Regions from separate parts of the Mus musculus genome. Here region 1 is linked to region 2. A link is a contact called in public promoter capture Hi-C data. All regions are on one chromosome and are shown on one strand. Each heading gives the region's core, a stretch centred on a gene start, on an enhancer-like site or on the middle of the called end of the contact. The rest is flanking DNA. Distances are from core to core; before and after follow the strand shown. Region 1 holds the start of Nfkbid (nuclear factor of kappa light polypeptide gene enhancer in B cells inhibitor, delta). Region 2 holds the start of Nr1h2 (nuclear receptor subfamily 1, group H, member 2).

Region 1 (2,953 bases), core at 269-2,768, about 14 Mb before region 2:
CGGGGCAGGTAGCGAGGCTGGCGCAACGCCGAGGCCGCGGCCCTGGGGGCCCACAGTCTGCATCCAAGAATCCTCGAGGTAAGAGCTGGGGGTAAAGCGAGGAACGCGCCTTTCTGGATGCTTTGAAGGTTGGCTGGAGCGTAAAGCTGGGCCCTGAGAATTGATTCTGGACGTTGAAGAGGAGAGGCTGGGATCCTGGACTTCTGAGTCCTTGGGAGTGTTGGACATCCTTGGGAGTTGGGGTGCAAGGACTGAGAGGCCTGATACCGGGGGTTCTCTAAGAGGACGAAGTGACCCGGACTCCTTCACCCAAGGAGGGGCTGCATTGCATCCTTGAAATTGCGGTTATGGACGCAGGTTTGGGCCTCGAAGGTCGGGCGCTGGACCTCAGGAGTCCACTCTGGTAGAGAGCAGCCCCGCCCTGGGACTTCCCAGAGCACCACTGGTGCAGGGTGCCCGGGCCGAACAGGAATTCCCCGTGCGCGGGGATTCCACGGGCGCCGCGCTTCGCTGCGTGCCCCGCCTCCGAGCCAGACACCTGCGGCGCGCGCGTGCGGAGCGGAACTGGGAGGTGGAAGATTCCCTTGCGTTAGCGCCGTGACGTCAGCGCGCGGCGTCTCGTCTCGAGGGTTTCCGAGTCAGTCCTCGGCTGACTTTAACCCTTCTCGCGCTGGAGTCTGAGCTGGGAAGTCTGGGCTGGGGATTTGCTCTTCTTGGGTCGAGGGAACCGGATTTTCAGGTCTCAGAGGAGACTGAGGGTCTGTACTCTTGGGTTCTGGGTGAATGGATTGTGCCAATGGGATACAGGGGCATCTCCGGGATGGTTGGTCCCTGCTATTCCCAAGTTTGCCGAGGTGGGGGCGGGAGCTTTGCGACTCCAGATCCCTGGATCATTGAGGAACTACACCGCTACTGATTTGGTGGATCCTGGCAGAGAGGCTAGAGCAAGAGTGGTGATCCCAAGACTTGGAGAGGAGCAACTCACCCTTTCCTGTGCTGAGGACTCTGGGCTTACGTTCTACCATCCACCCAGCCTTGCGCCCAGCCCCACATGTCAGATTCTAGAACAGAGAAACATTTTGTTGTTGTTTTGAGACAGAGGTCTCAGGTAGTCCAGGTTGGCCTCTCACTTCGTTTATAGATGAGTCTGGCCTTAACACCTGACCCTCTGCCACCACCTCGCTGGGATTGCAGGGGTGTGCCTCTACTCCTAGTTAAAACAGAGATATTGGGAACCTGGAAATGCCTTTTCGGGAAGTTGAGATTAGCAAACCCCAGTCCTCCACTCCTAGTGTTAGGACCTGGTCGCCTAGGTTGGGATTTTTAACGGATGTGGTGGTGCTTCCGAGGAGCCCGGTGTCTCCGGAGAAGATAGATGCTTCAGAGAAGTGCTAGCCTCCCCACTTCCTCAGTTTCCACTACGGTGGTGGAAAGTTGGTGCGGAGGAAAAGCGTGGAGGAAAAGGAAGGAAATGGCGGAGGCGGGGCCCTGCACTCAACATCTTCTGTTGGCTTTGTAGTTCTCCAGCTCGCTCGAAGGAAAGGAGGGCGCCCACATGCACTCCCAGCCACCCACCGCTGCCACCGAGGCTGCATTCGGGTGACTTAAACATTCCTGATGACTTCCTTCTGTCTTCCCACACACAGTGAGTCGGCCTGAGCGTAGTCACTGCCCAACACAGACGGTAAAGAAGCTTCTGGAAGAACAGAGGCGCCGACAGCAGCAGCCAGAGGCTGCTGGGGTGCCGGTGAGTCTCTGGAAGTCGCCATGTGCGCTGGGGGAGATGGGAGTTGTAGTCCTGACTCTGAGGCTCTGCAGGTGGGGGACAGACCTGGAAGAATCTTCCAGATTCATAAATTCATTTCCTTTACATTGCAGGGACACTTCTCCCCTCCTCTGGTCCAGCCACTGACTCCATCTGTGAATGAGGCAGAGCCAGGTAAGAATAAAGTTAGCTCCTAGCCCAGCTTCTCTTAGACTCAGGCATCCCAGCTCTTAGACCTTTGGGGACCGAGGAGTCAGGCAGCTCTCATTATTCTTGAGCCATATGGGAAATTTTGATGACCAGCCTGCCATCGTTGCACATGTCTATATTCCCAGTACTCCGGAGTTGAGGGGGGGCGGATTGCCATTGGGTTTGAGGTCATGTGGTTTTTTTTTTTTACTAGCAAGTTCCAGGCCACCTAGAGCTATCTAAGACACCTTGTCTTATAACCAAAACCCCTGGAATTTGACGTTGGTTTTCAGTAGCCCAGTAGTCCATGAATAGTGTCCTTCAAGCATCCAGGGTTTAAGACTCCAGGACTTCAGATCCCAGTTGCTTGAGATCCAGTAGGCCTGGCATCGCAGCTTGCTGATGCCCCAGGACTGGAGGACCCAGCTCCTCAGTGTCTCAGGACCTCTGGAGACTCCAGGTTTACCTTCCCTGGCCATGTCTCCAGGCTGTAATAACAGGCTGGTTCTGACCACCCTCTCTGTTTCAGGCCATACTCATTTCCCTGCCTTCCAAGAGACTGTGGATTCCGGACCTGGCAACCTGGCTCCCCCTTCAGGCTTTGCAGACTGGGACCCTAGCATCCATGCTACCTATACAGAGGGCTCTTTCCCATTCTCTGCTTCTGAAGGCTTCCTGACTCCTGATTTCTACCCTCCGTCAGACCCAGGCCGGTCAGGCCCATTTCCCCTGGTGATGGAGGTAAACTATAGGGTGGGGACAGATGCTTAAGGGCCCCTAAAAACTTCTCAGTGGTGCTGAGCCTAGTGGCGCAGGCTTGTCATCCCAGCTACTCCGGAGGCAGAGGTAGAAGGATCAAGACCTACCTGGGCTACAGAATGAGTTCTAGATTGCCCTAGCCACAATAATAGGACCTTTTTTTTTTTTTTCCTAAATAAAGGGAAAAAATAAGTGGAAAACAGAAAGACTATTGGGAGTTTTGCTCTGTGGTCCAGCTCT
Region 2 (2,870 bases), core at 182-2,681:
CAGAGCCTGGAGGAGGATCAGTCTCCTGCCCCTCTTCCTTAATAGTGGGTGACGTGGCGGAGGTACTGGGCTGAGGAGAACCATTCCCTAGGAAAAGGAAGACAGGACAGTGAGCTTCTCCAACACTGTGGAAGGGGCTGGCTAGGGAAAGCCCGTCACTCACCAGGCACGGGAGTGTCCAGAGAACTTGTGGGGGAAGACATAGTGGGTCACGAAGCAGCCTGCTGAACATAGGGGAGCCAGCCAATTACAGGGCATAATAGGGGTGTCTCTTCTTCCAGTGCTCACGGACTCTTGAGACATGATCTCATACAGCTCAGGCTACCCGAACTATGTGGCTGAACAGCTTGAACCACCTCCAAAATCTTGGAACACACTACTCTAGGCTGTCCTGGGATCTTCCGCACTCCTGCCTCGGCCTCTCAAGTGCTGCCATTACAAGACTGTGCCACACCTCAGTGTTTTTAACTTCTATATTGAGCCCCCACTCCCAGCCCTAGTTCCTAATAAACATCACACACTTTAACATGCCCAACCCGGCCCACTGCTCCTTCCACCTCTCTACGAATCATGACCTCAGAGAGCCCAACAACTCTATTCCTCTTCTGTGAGCACCAACTGTGCTCTTATCATGGGAGATCCTAACTTTGCCCCGCCTCTCCCATCAGGGCGCAACCATTACCCTTCTACCATAGGCTCCTTCAAGGCTTTAACGCACCCCAATACAGACCCCAGACCCTACCCATCCCATCAAGTCCCTGGCCCCACCCCTTCCCACTCTGGAGCAGAAACCCAAATTCCGCCCCGTTCCTCCTAGGCTCCGCCCCTCTCATTCCCCCAAAGCCAATTATAGGTCTTCACTGTGCCACGCCCTCCATGCCTCTGCCCCTCCCAATCCCCCCCAACAGTGGTCTAGGCCCCGCCCCAAGAATCAAAAGCCTTTAATCACAGACTATCTACAGCAGGCCTTCTGCCCATCTGTGTCCCGCCCCCGCCCACCAACCATAGGCTTTCCCTACGCCCCGCCCCGTAGAGTCACGCCCACCTTGTTCCAGGCCCCGCCCCTCTCCGTGCACCAGGGGGAGGCGGGGCTCATGACTGCACCGGCGATCGGGAGGGGGGTCGCAGGGGGTCTCCGACTCTGTTGCCCTGGAAACGGCCGTGGGAGGCGAGAGCTGCGAGGAAAGTGAGGGAAGGATGCGCGCGCTAAGCGGGACCCACGGCGATCCGCGTACCGGGCTCAGTCCCACCTGCCCGGCCGCCCGGCGCACTTGCCTCTGTGTCCGCACCGGTGATTGTGCCTCCACAGCACTTTGGAAGTAACTTCAGAAGCCTGGGAGTAGCTCGAAGCAACAGCGCTTGCTGAGCGAAAAGCAAAAGTAACTTCGCCACTTCTTCCGGCAACCCCGCTGCGCGTCACTTCCGGAAGTAGGCGGACCGGGAAAGGTGACAGACTTCCGGTCTGCCAGGGCGCCACCGACTGTGAGGCCTCGGCCGGAAGTGGCACACCGGAAGTTTATTTCTTCTGGTAGTTCCCCTCTGGGACTCAGAAAAAAGTTCCGGAAAGTTCTTTCGTTTCTTTTCGCAGGTGGCTAACGAAGCAGGTTTTAACCTTTTTGAGTAGTTTAAAGTTCTCTACTTTTGTAGCGGTGCTGCATGGCTGCTTTTTAAAAAAATTTTTGTCTTGATTTTGAGACAGGATCTCTTATTTCAAGGGTGGCCTTAAACTTCTGAGCCTGTTGCCTTTACCTCCCCATTATTGCGGTAGCAGCTCCTCTTCCAGCCCTGTATGTTGGTTCTAAATATTTTAAATTTGGAGATGGCAAGATGGTTACAGGATGGTTTTAAGCCTAAAAAGCTTAAAGGCTTTTCATACCTTAAACTTCTCCAGCTCAGGGCTTGGGCTGCCCTTCCCTTTATAATCCAGCCGATTTGGTTACTGGGTCCTTTACTCTCCTGGCTCGCCTCTCTCTCCTTCTCCTTCTCCTCCTCCTCACATGTCCTGATTCTGGATCTTGTTCACTTTGGACTCTCTTGATGTCCCCGCCTCGGGAACTTTTTTTTTTTTTTTTAAGATTTATTTATTTATGTATATGTGAGTACACTGTAGCTGTCTTTAGACACACCAGAAGAGGGCATCAGATCTCATTACGGATGGTTGTGAGCCACAATGTGGTTGCTGGGATTTGAACTCAGGACCTTCAGAAAAGCAATTGGTGCTCTTAACTGCTGAGCCATCTCTCCAGCCCAGGAACTTTTTTATACAAGAATTTATTTTTGCATTCAGCTTCATAATAGGAAGAAGTAAATATAAAAAAGGCAAATTGGGTGCAGACCCATGCCTGCAATAAGCAAACAGACCCAGGCAAGGCAAGAGGATTGCTTTTAGTTGGAAGCCAAATTGAGCTAGGAAGTGAGACCTGGCCATCAGCTAAATGTGAATAAACAAGTAGCCTCAACCCCTCTCCCATAAAAGTAATAATACCAGCTTTTTCACAAAAGATTGAAATACTTGTGTGAATCTCAGATGGAAAACATTCAGAGATTGTTTCTCCGCACTCCCCACTTATGGACAGTTGGGAATCTTTATTAAGCACAAATTCTTGCTTTTACTTAACTTTTGTTGCTGTTGTTCTTGGTTTTGTTTTGTTTTGTTTTTTGTTGTTGTTGTTTTGGTTTTGTTTTGTTTAGGTTTGGTTTTTTCGAGACAGCGTTTCTCTGTATAGTCCTGGCTGTCCTGGAACTCACTTTGTAGACCAGGCTGGCCTCGGACTCAGAAATCCGCCTGCCTCTGCCTCCCAAGTGCTGGGATTAAAGGCGTGCGCCACCACCGCCCGGCCACTGTTGTTCTTGTTGATTTGTTTGTTTTG

What was found. Promoter capture Hi-C pulls out the DNA fragments that hold promoters and counts their contacts.
Region 1: a promoter capture Hi-C map of pre-B cells shows a contact between it and region 2. The contact joins the promoter of Nfkbid here to the promoter of Nr1h2 in region 2. A contact is called at or near these places in 3 of 39 promoter capture datasets (cranial neural crest, maxillary cranial neural crest and pre-B cells).

The regions. Positions count from the first base shown.
Region 1 is chr7:30,421,757-30,424,709 of GRCm38.p6, forward strand. It overlaps Nfkbid (nuclear factor of kappa light polypeptide gene enhancer in B cells inhibitor, delta), which reads left to right and starts at 1,519. Exons shown (of 11, transcript NM_172142.4): 1 at 1,519-1,747; 2 at 1,879-1,939; 3 at 2,484-2,695. The coding sequence starts at 2,690.
Region 2 is chr7:44,552,534-44,555,403 of GRCm38.p6, forward strand. It overlaps Nr1h2 (nuclear receptor subfamily 1, group H, member 2), which reads right to left and starts at 1,432. Exons shown (of 10, transcript NM_001285517.1): 1 at 1,276-1,432; 2 at 1,046-1,175; 3 at 164-221; 4 at 1-87. The coding sequence starts at 203.